2 separate regions of the Mus musculus genome follow, and region 2 is linked to region 1. A link is a contact called in public promoter capture Hi-C data. All regions are on one chromosome and are shown on one strand. Each heading gives the region's core, a stretch centred on a gene start, on an enhancer-like site or on the middle of the called end of the contact. The rest is flanking DNA. Distances are from core to core; before and after follow the strand shown.

Evidence for each region. Promoter capture Hi-C pulls out the DNA fragments that hold promoters and counts their contacts.
Region 2: a promoter capture Hi-C map of liver shows a contact between it and region 1, with 4 times the contacts expected there. The contact joins the promoter of Ephx2 here to the promoter of Zfp395 in region 1. A contact is called at or near these places in 4 of 39 promoter capture datasets (the 3T3-L1 cell line, 3T3-L1-derived adipocytes, hippocampal neurons and 1 more).

The regions. Positions count from the first base shown.
Region 1 is chr14:65,355,976-65,361,650 of GRCm38.p6, reverse strand. Zfp395 (zinc finger protein 395) reads right to left here and starts at 2,975. Exons shown (of 10, transcript NM_199029.2): 1 at 2,896-2,975.
Region 2 is chr14:66,121,310-66,126,984 of GRCm38.p6, reverse strand. It overlaps Ephx2 (epoxide hydrolase 2, cytoplasmic), which reads left to right and starts at 2,463. Exons shown (of 19, transcript NM_007940.4): 1 at 2,463-2,650. The coding sequence starts at 2,550.

The DNA of each region.
Region 1 (5,675 bases), core at 1,726-4,225:
CAGGAAAAAATGCCTGTGACGGCTCAGGCCTGCCAAGGCAGGAGGATTGCTGTGAATTCAAGGCTCCTGGGTTACAGAGCAAGAAGGACTGAAGAGAAAGAAGGAAAAGAAAGGGAGAAGAGGAAAGGGAAAAGAAGGGGAGGACGACAAGGGAAGAAGAGAAAAGGAGAGGAAGGTAGAAAAGAGGAAGGAACCAAAGGAAAGAACAGGAGAAAGGAGGAGAGAACATGGCCCTTACGGCCTCCAGTCCCATCCCTCAAGCTCCTCTCCCCCTCAATTCACTGATTCTGCATCTCAGAGAAGTAAGCAGCTGAAACGAAAATCCCAGCTCATGCCACAACCTTCTGTAACCTTATTCTTCAAATTCAGATGTTGCACGCTGACACTTGGGGGATTTGTTCAGCAAATCACCCTAAGTCACTCTTGCAAAAGAGAGCAGACTCCAGTGGACAGGAAAAAAAATTCAAAAGAGTGCCGGCTCCCTTCTATGCCTTCTCACCAGAATCCTGAGACAGGGTTACTGGATGGGACTGGGATAAACCAGACCCACACAAAAGGTCCTAAATTCCTGTCTTCCTTTAACTGGTCTTGCTGTTCATCCCTCTCTGCACAAACAGTGCAGGAGACTTACATCTCGGTAAAGAGTAAAGTTCAGCACGCAGCAGAGTCTAACATTCTCCTCCAGCAAAGCCCACCCCACTTCCCTCCACCCCCACCCCTGCTTACAATAAATGGCCTCATTTCCCTAGAAGCCCACTCCCCGGCATTGCTCCTCCACATCCAGGGCCAAATCCAGACAGTGTCCAGTAAAAGGTCAAAACAGAAGCCCTGCAGGTCAGACCCTCAGTCCTGCATGGATTCTCTGCTGCTCCTACAACCAAAACAACTGCGAGCTTGTTCCCTGGGTTCCCTGACGGGTCTCCATACACTCTGCTCCAGGGCATAACCTATCAGAGCCACAGTTACTAACACCAACATACCTACTTCCAGATAAAACAAAAGAGACCTCTCTAGGGCCCAAGTGGCAATCATCTTCTCTGCAAAACACACATTTTAGAGTCCGGTTAACAACTACAGCAGCTCCAGGCCCTGGTGTGTGATCAGCTTCCTCCAGGAATTAATTCCTATTCATTTCTTCCCTTCACCCACCCCGTCAACAGATTACTTCAACAGCAGTGTCTTCCAGTAAAACCAAGTCCAAACCCACAGCACTCCAAAAGTGCAACAGGCTACTTCACTGGTCTGTCTCCTAACATCAGATTCAAAACTCTTTACCAATATCCTTGTTACCTCATCCCCTGGTCTACTGTCTTCCCAGTCCACCCTGGATAAAAGTCCAATTCTCAGTCTGACTTTCTAGGACTTTCACAATCTCAGCCACTATTCCTCTCTCTATCTCTTACTGTTCAGGAAACATTCCAGGAGGGCCAAGGCCATCTCCTGGACTCTAGAGAAACCCATATTCATCTCCACTTTGTATCCCATTTTCATAAATCCCATCTTTCAAGGACACATAGCCCAGGCCTGGTAATTCCAGTCCATAGCTCCCTCCCTCCCTGTGACCTCCAACAGCACCCAGTTCTGCACCTGGCATTGTGACAACTAACTGTGCCCCATCTGGAGTCATATTTCACATGCTCAAGTCTTTCTATGTCCTCCAAGAGATTACAAGCCCCGACGGGTGTTATCTATGAGTCTTCTATTGCCTTTCTCACCAAGACAAGCAAGCCCTTGGACATCCTTTTGTAAACTTGTCACCTGTGAACTCCTCCTTCTGACTGAGTCTTGCCAGGGAATTATCCACAGGTGGAAATTATTTCAAACTGAGTTCCGTATTCCCTTCCCCACCTTTATCTCCCATGCCTCCTGTGCCTGAGCCTGCACAGTAACTTTGCAGCCCTTGCACGTTCATTTGCATTTGAGCTCTCAAATCATTTCTCTCTCATAGCTTTCAGAGACATCATCCAGAAAGCTTGGCAGTGGGAAGAGGGCAGAGTGGCTTCTCAGAGGTACCTGTGGGCTAACCAATTTCCTTGTGTTTCACCCTTCCAAAGCAAGAACCTCTATTTACACAACCCCCCTTAGAAGGATGTCCTCAGGCTACAATACCTGTTGATTGCTCAGTTTGAAACAAACTGCTCCACTTTACACCATTCTGTTAAGGGATCTTGCAGAAAGCAGTGAAGAACTATAGATAGCCCCTGTGCCATGGCCTGGCATCATGGGAACCCATGCCTGGTGGAAGTCCTCCAGAACCACAGGAAAGGGAGGGATGGAAAACAGGGCTCCTGCAAGATTGCTGGCAGGTGGGTCTCTTTAGATCTCCAAGAGGGCCCTAAAGTGAAGGTGCAGAGCCTTAACTCCCAGGCAGGAAGCCTTGGAATTGTTTGCCCATGACAAACTCCCTTTGCAGGCCCCCATGGGCCACTCCAGAGGCCCACAGTGCCACGGCCCGGGAGGGACCCGGGGTGAGCCCGGAAGGCTTAGAGCCAAGGGGGCGGCGAAAGGGGCCGCAAGAAGGGGGTTGAGAGAGGGTGTGTCGCGAGGCCAGTCCCGCAGCACGGCACTCTCTGGTTATGGAGAGGGCAGGGGCGCGCATAGCGCAGGGCTGACGGCTCAGCCGGAAAGGGAGCAGGTTAACAGGTCAGTGTGGCCCCGCGAGGCCACTCCCGGCCACCACTCAAAGTTGGGAGGGAGATCGGGCCGTAGGACCCGCGACATAAACAAGGCGACGCGTGAGAGGGAGAGCGGCCACCCCCACCCAGTCACCCCGCCAGCGCCGCAGCAGCCCCGGTCCTGCCCGGGCCGCGCGAGCCTCCCGGGTCTCCCACCCACCCCTGGCTGTCGGCCCCAAACCCGGGCTGCAACCCATGCGAGGTCCCGCGCGCAGCTCACCTCGGCCGGCCACTGACCCAGACAGCTCGGCTCCCTGCAGCGGCCGCGGCCCTGCCCGCCACCGGCGCGGCCCCTGCACTGCGCCGCCTCCCGCGCCGCCGCCTTCGCGCCCACCTGGCCGGCCTGCCCTCCCTCTCCGGGACACTGCGCTCACGTACGCGGCCGCGGCCACAACCCGGCCCGGATTCCCCCGCCCGGGAAGGGAGCGCGCCGAGCCGCTCGCAGCCAGTCCGCCCGCGAGCCAGCCAGACGCAGGGACACACCCCCGGCCACGCGCGCGCACGACTCGCGCGCCCCCAGCCCCAGCCCCGGACGTGCGCGCGCGCGCTCCACACACCCTGCTTGGCGGTACACAGTGGGCGCTCAATAAGTGCTGGAGCGACTCCTCTCACACATGCGCACTTGAACCTGACCGAGTTGTGACCCACTTCCCCAGCCCCCACCCCGAAATCCGAGCGTTCAGCACCACCCGGAACCGAACTAGCGTATCTGCTACCCCCGCGCCTCCTTTTTTTTTTTTTTGACTCCCCCCCCGACCCCCCCCCCAACTGAACTGCAAACCCAACCAAAGTTTCTGGCTGTTGTTTTTCCAGCGCGCCCCAGGGCGGGAAAGGAAGCCAGAAGCTCTAGGCGCCAGGGACAGGAGCTTGGCGAGGGCGACAGGGACCCGAGGCCGGGTAGCGGGAGGCGGCGCGCGAGGGCGGAAGCGCTTGAAAACCCAACCTTTCCATTTCGCTTTGGACCAAGAGTGTTCTTCTCCAGTTTTATGACTTTTATTCGTTTGTAGTTGTAGCGCGAGGCGATGTTTACTGTTTCTGGAATTAAATAGGAGAAAGTTAACTATTAGCCTTCAGCCCTTGTGTAAACAATACCGGTTGCTTTTTGGCACCGTTAGGCTCTGGCTTTTGGATAATTTGTAACAGGGAGAATCGAAGCGGTTCCATTGTGTAGTTCTGTGTTTTTTCTAGATAAGGCCAAGGACAGTGGAGAGGGGTGTGTGCGAATGTCTAAGTGTGTGTGAGTGTGTGTGTGTGTGTGTGTTTACAATCAAATTTAATGAGTAAAAGAGTAATAGCCCCTCCCTTCTCAAAAAAAAAGTTTTAAAATACTTCGAAGTTGCAGTTCACCTCCAATTTTGGACTTCCTGTGTTTCTAGGAGGCCGTGGAGTGTTAGTAGAGCTTGGGAATCACATCCCATTTTAAGAGCTGAGTTAGCATTGGCATCTTTAGCAGGTTCAGCCCTAAACACATCAGCTTCTTGATCTATAAAACAAAGCAGTGTAACTAGAGATAGTGCCTAGCTCACGGCAAATGAAAAACAATATGTCCTGGGAACTGGCAAGAGGGCTCGTGGGTAACACTGCTTGTGACCAAGTCTGATGTCACAAGTTAGAGCCCCAACATGCACAACATAGCGGAGGGAATCAACTCCAGCCCTGTACATACACAATAAATACATTTTAAAAAAATAGTATGTCCTTTTTTCTGCCCTCAACTATTTGTTGAAATAAAATTATCCAACTGGAATCAAAATTCCTACAGGAGATGATTCTCAACTAGGGGTGATTTTTTTTATCCCTAATAATATTAATTTGTCCTTAAAATATCTAGATATATTTTTACTGGTGTTGGGAGGGTGATTTCTCACTGTCATTTAAGCTGCTGAAGGCTAAGTATTCCACCAATATCCTGCTGTGCACAAGACAGCCCCACATGGATGAATTAACTAGTTTCAAATGCCTGCCTTACCTGCTCTAGGATCAGCCTGCCCAGGGTGTAGTTCACCCAAGACTGCTTCTCCCTTTTAATTCTCAACCTCAGGAAAAAGTTCTGTTTCCAGATAAGAATAAAGTGTTATAGGGCATCACATCGGTGACTTTATTTAATACACAAAGCCTTCCCTTAACATGAAGATATGGATTGGAAATGTACACTTTATGATTAAAGGGACATATGCAGTCCATGCATGGCTTTCTGTTCTTGTTCCAGTTGTCCCCAAATGCTTCTGTATAGTCAGTCCCTCCTCTCAAGTCTTTCTTGATCACCCTGAAGTTTGCAATACAGTCTCTGCCCCAAGGAACGCTTGGCCTCCTCACAAGCAGACTGCTGCTCACTCAGAATTGAGCAATACAGAAAACAAAGCACGTAATTGATCATTGTAGCCCAGGGACTAGGGTGTCTGAGACAAGTGAGTCTTCATAGTAAAATCCGGGGCTCCAGAAGTGCTTGTTGAGCTAAATGAAAGTTGTATACACAGAGTAGGTCTCCAGCTGGAGTGTGAGCAACATGGCAAGATTTAAACGGCTAGGCTCTGTAAAGGGATGAGGGTCTGGCTTCGGTTTTTGTTTAACTGTGTTTTCCGAGACAGGATCTTTAGCATTGTAAGTAAGCCTACACTAAGCTTTTTAGATAGACAAGGGTTCTACCACTTCCCAAGAACAGGGGTCACAGGCAGGCACCGACATCCATTTATGTTTCATTGGGAACCAAACCCAGGGCTTCATTCGTGCATACTGGGCAATCATACTGCCAACTGAGCAACATCTCCAGCCCAATTTTTTTCTTTTTATAATTTTTATTTATTTGCTTTTTTTTTTTTTAAGGCAGGGCCTCTCTGTATAGCCCCAACTGGCCTTGAACTCACAGAAATCCACCTGCCTCTGCATCGTGAGTGCTAGGATTACATTTATGTACCACCATTACTGATATTTATTTACTTACTAATTTATTTTTGCAGTACTGGAGATTAAACCCAGGGCTTTGAGCCTGCTGGACAAGGT
Region 2 (5,675 bases), core at 1,214-3,713, 770 kb before region 1:
TCAGACAAATCCCCATTCTGAGTTGTGTCAAACTGACAACTACAGATTTCCATCACGCTAACCAAGGATGATTGCTGTTTGAAGATGGAATTTCATTTTTTGAGACTTCACAGTTTTCTTTTTAAGGAGGGGTTTGTGAATTCCATTTTTCGTAGCCATGTTTTTCTTCTTTGCTTTGTAACTGTTATACACATATTCATTTGGCCTCAGCAACACTCTACCTGTCAGAATGTAGAGGTGTGCAACAGAAACCACGTTTGCTTTTTCAAACCCATGATGTATTAACTATGAGTAATTGGGAGGTGTGTTAAATATTGATAATTGTCAGAAGTATTAAATATGGGTGATGAAACAGACATATAAAGTATGAGTCATGAGGTAGACCAACAAAATCTCTGAAAGGATTTGTTTCCAGGCAGCCAAACCTTTAAGAAAGAAACACCACCAGGGATCTAGAAGCTGCTACCTCTGCCCCAGTCAGCTGACTGGGAACCAAGTCAGAGCATGTGGCTCAGTGGGCAGCCAGGGGTAAGCAACTCTAAGGTCTTTGGATGGAGTAGCTGGGCCAAGGTTTGTGTTAAGTAGTAACATAGGAATCTCCTGTTTGGGGGCCAACTGTCTACTATCATAACAATACCAAAGGTTATTAGCTTAGAGAAGGAAAGGGTATTTTCTGGTTCACAGATTTGGAAATGTCTTCCCACGAATGGTTGACCTCATTGACCTCAAAGCAACAGTACATAACAAAACCTGTCACCTCAGGGACAGAATGCAAAGGAGAGAAACAATGAGGGGCCAGGGTCCCAATATATTCTTGAAAGACGTATCTCCAATGACCAGAAGACCTCCCTTGGGCCTTCAACTCTTCAAAGTTTGGCTCTCTCATAACAGTGCCATTGGTTGGGGGTCAAATCTTTAGAGAAGATTTAACCAAGTCATAGGCTCTTGGAAGGAGCCGTTGTTGAAGGTGAGACCAAAGCAGAGTTCAGCCTTAGTCTGGAGCCTTGGAGGACCATTTCATGGCCAAGCAAAGTTGTTGGATGTGCAAATCTGGAACTCAAAGGAAAGTCTGTCAAATCAGAGACTTATTTAAGAGTTTGTATACAAGCTTATATATGCAGCTGAGGTTAACACTGAGTGCTTGAGCCTTCTACCTCTGCATCTGGAATGCTGGAATTACAGGCAGACGGGACCATACCCAGCTCACGTTCTCTCTCGTTCTGTCTTCAGGCCCAGGACCATCTCCTTCCTTCCTTCCTTCCTTCCTTCCTTCCTTCCTTCCTTCCTTCCTCCCTCCCTCCCTCCCTCCCTCCCTCCCTCCCTCCCTCCCTCCCTCCCTCTCTCTCTCTCTCTCTTTCTTTCTTTCTTTCTTTCTTTTTTTTTTCTTCAGTTTTTCAAGACAGGGTTTCTCTATATGGCCCTGGCTGTCCTGGAACTCACTTTGTGGCCTCGAACTCAGAAATCTGCCTGCCTCTGCCTCCCAAGTGCACCACCATGCCCAGCTATCTCGTTTATTTCTTAAACACTCCATCCACTACAGGCACTCTCAAAAGACCCTTTCTGTTCTCAGGGCAACACCCCCACATTTTCAGCCACTTTCCATTTCTTAGGTGTGAATCTCAGAAAACACAAACTGCCCCAGACAAGACTTGAGGCAAGAAGAGGAAGTGTCTGAAAGACTCACAAAAATTAACCCACAGTAGGGCCATTTCCCACCACCTAACACGCAGCAACCAGAGCAAAGGAAGAAGCCAATTCCCGGTTTCAGTAAGGGAGGCAGTCTTTCACAACAGCCTTGGACTAAACGGTGGATTTGTTAATTAACTCATTAGTAGAGGAGGTTTCTCTTTTTTCTCTTAACTAGGGAGAGCACTGGGCCAAGGGGCAGGAAGGTTCCAGAAACCTCCAAGAAGCCCAGCTCACTTTTAAACAATACAGTGTAGAAAAAGGAAACAGACTCGATTAATTTCTTTTAATCCTCAAGAGAAAAAGTATTCTGGGTTAGCACACCAAGACAGGAGGCTGTCTTGCATTCCAGAAACACTGCTAGAAGAAGCAGGCAGATGTGAGGGGGTTGCAAAGATGTGGACCACATTTAGAGAAGAGGGTCCACAGATCCCAACATACATGGGATATGCCAATCAAGACCAAATACTGAAGGAGAAAATGTTTAGAATATTCCGTCTCCTCCAACCTGCCTCCTCAAGACCCCTCTCTCCCCATACCAAGCCTGTTTCCAAACGGTCAAAGTCTGAGAATTGGGGAGCCTTGGCAGGGTTTCTAGTCCTTAGGCTAAGGAGGAAAAAGTGGCCAAGACCAGGATTGACACTTGGGTGGGACATCCAGCAAGAAGCTCCGGGCTAGGCAGCTGATCAGTAGGCAGGGCAGTGTCAGTACTGGGCGGGGCGGGGCGGGGCGGGGCGGGGCGAGGGGCGGTGCTGAGATTGGCACGACCCTAATCTTAGGTTCCCACAGCCAGCCTCCCCACTCTAGGCCACAGCCTTCCAGCTTCGTGTCTGTGTCAGCTTGACGCTGCAGCCCGGGCCGCCATGGCGCTGCGTGTAGCCGCGTTCGACCTTGACGGAGTGCTGGCCCTCCCCTCTATCGCCGGGGCTTTCCGCCGCAGCGAAGAGGCCCTGGCACTGCCTAGGTAAGGGGAGCCGCGCTGGGTCAGTGTCCCGCCTGGTGCCCTGTCCATACGTCCAGCCCAGGTTTCAAATTGCTTTCCAGGTGAGCCTGGGCAAGATCAAAATCATTACCTGGTGTTAAAATGCCAGCGTGCACGAGTAGATCTATTGCCCTTCTAAATGCTAAGTAATTAAAACTTGCTTTAAAAAAAAACTCCTTCATGAAAAGAGGCGTTATTACCATTTGCTGCCGGATTAATGCTACTGAACTGGGTCTTTAAAATACCCGCCGCGATTTACAAGAAAGTTCAGTCCTAGGCCAGCGTTATAGGAGAACTAGTGCAAGAGCAGGTTACAGAAATGTCCCACAGCCCAGGGAAACGGGAACCTGGGAGGCAGTCACTAATATCAGAAAGTAGTAGCTCTGATTCAGACCGAGGAGGGAGGAAGCAGGAAACAGTAGAAAATGTCTGGAATAAATATATCAAAATATCCAGACATGGGACTGGAGAGACGACTAAAGTTAAGAAAGTGCTCTTTCGAGCCACCATGTGGTTTCTGGGATTTGAACTCAGGACCTTTGGAAGAGCAGGGCAATAGTGGCACACGCCTTTAATCCCAGCACTTGGGAGGCAGAGGCAGGCGAATTTCTAAGTTTGAGGCCAGCTTGGTCTACAGAGTGAGTTCCAGGACAGCCAGGGCTACACAGAGAAACCCTGTCTCGAAAAAAAAAAAAAAAGCAAAACACAAAAACAAACAAGAAAGAAAGAAAGAGAAAGAAAGAAAGAAAGAAAGAAAGAAAGAAAGAAAGAAAGAAAGAAAGAAAGAAAGGTGTTCTTGCTGAACTTTTGAGGCCCAGCAACCAAGTCAGGCGGCTCCGGCGGATCTGACTCCCCCTTCTGACGTCTTATGATACCTGTATGCACAGATGCACACACAAACACATAATTTAAGGCCATTGTTTAAGACAGGGTTTCTCTGTGTAGCCCTAGCTGTCCTGGGACTAGCTTTATAGAGCAGTCTAGCCTCGAACTCAAAAGAGCCGCTTGTCTTTGCCTTCTAAGTGCTGAGACTAAAGGCACCCCCACCACCCAGCTACATGTAATTTAAGAAGTAATAACAATAATTTTTTAAAGATCCAGACATCATTCATTGTATCTGAGTTCATGTATAATTTTTTTCTACTTTTTTCTCTTTTTATTTTCCAAACTTTCAGTTTAAAAAAGATGTTTTATAATCAGAAAGGAGGAAAACATATTTATTTTTAAAAAAATTAAAAAAAAAATGAAAGATCACTCTAGTATCACCCAAGGAAAAGAACAAATGGGTAATTTCAAATTACCACTGAGGGGAAGAGGCCTAAGGGCAGCTTGAGTCTGGGAGATCTGCCTCATTTGATGGTTCTTGAATTCTTATGATAACAAAGGCCAACCGGGATTAACCTTTATACTATAGAAATCTTGCAAGTCAACCCAAAGGATGCAGAGAGCGGCTTGTTTGATCACACTGTAGGTGGCCTCAGCCTTGCTTGATCACACAGTAGGTAGCCTCCCTGGCTGAATACCGTGTTCCTATGCTCAGTGTAGCTTCCTCCCTCTCTGGCTCGTTGTGACTTTGTATCTTCCTCAGCTGCTGTTCTGGAAAAGTTTCTGTCTCAGGGTGAATAAACACATCAATAACTAAGAAGCACAAATAAACAAGTGGCTACAATGTCTATCTCAATGGGTCACACTGCCGAGGCTAATTGGAATTTGACAGAGAACTACATTTGAAAGTGAAAAGCCACCTACCTTGTGCTTGCCCAAAAGGAGCCCTGCATTTGGGTGGGGAAACTGAGGGAGAAATGATGAGCTAGTTTCCAAGAAGTGTGCATGCAAGTGTGCGTGTGCATGCATGTATGCGTGTGCATTCATGTGTGCGTGTGCATGCATGCATGCGTGCACATGTGAGACTATGCTCATTTTTTGTTTTGCTTTTGATTTTTAATCTTTTTTTAATTTAACTTTTTTAAATTATTCACTTTACATCCTGCTCACTGCCCCCCTCCTGCCCATCCCTTCCCACAATCCTTCCCCTCTTCCCCCTCCCCTTCTTCTCTGGGCAGGTCCCGCCCCCTACTCCCCAGGTATTACACCCTGGCATTTCAAGTCACTGTGATGCTAGGCGCATCCTCCCCCACTGAGGCCAGACAAGGCAGCCAGCTAGTAGAACATAACTCATGTACAGGCAACAGCTTTTGGGATAGCCACCATTCCAGTTGTTTGCAGCCCGGATGAAGGCTAAGCTACACATTTGCTATATATGAGGCCTAGATCCAGCCCGTGTGTGTTCTTTGGTTGTTGGTTCAGATTCTGAGAGAACCACTGGCCCAGGTTAGTGACTCTGTTGGTCTTCCTGTGGAGTTCCTATCCCCTTTGGGGTCCACAATCCTTCCTCCTGTTCTGCCAGAAGAGTCCCCTAGCTCCATCCAGTTTGGCTTTGCATGTCTGTGTCTGTAGCTGAGTCAGCTGCTGGGTGGAGCCTCTCAGAGGAAAAACATGCTCCTGTCTGCAAGCCTAACAGAGTATCATTAACAGTGTTAGGGATTGGTGCTTGCCCATGAGATAGGTCTCAAGTTGGGCTGGTTATTGGTTGGCCATTCCCTCAGTCTCTGTGCCTGCATTTCTTGTAGACAGGATAATTTTGGAGTTGAAAGTTTTGTGGGTGGGTTGGTGTCTATGTCGCTCCACTGGGGTTCCTGTCTGGATACAAGAGGTAGCCCCTTCACATGCCCAATTTTATGTGGATATGCATGGATGAATGTTTTAATGTGTGTAAGTGCACGGGTGTGCTTGCTTAACCTGCCTTTTTTAGTCATCTCTCCACGTTAATAAGGCGTTGCCTTTCACTAGGAATTTGGGGTAGCAGTTAAATTAGCTGATATGAAAGCAAATGGGCAGCGGTGTTCTTGACACATGCTATTATTTACCAAATTCTCCATGACTAGAGAGTGATGCATTTAGCATACCACTAGATGATACTTCACACAGCTCCTCTGTGACCAGGGTT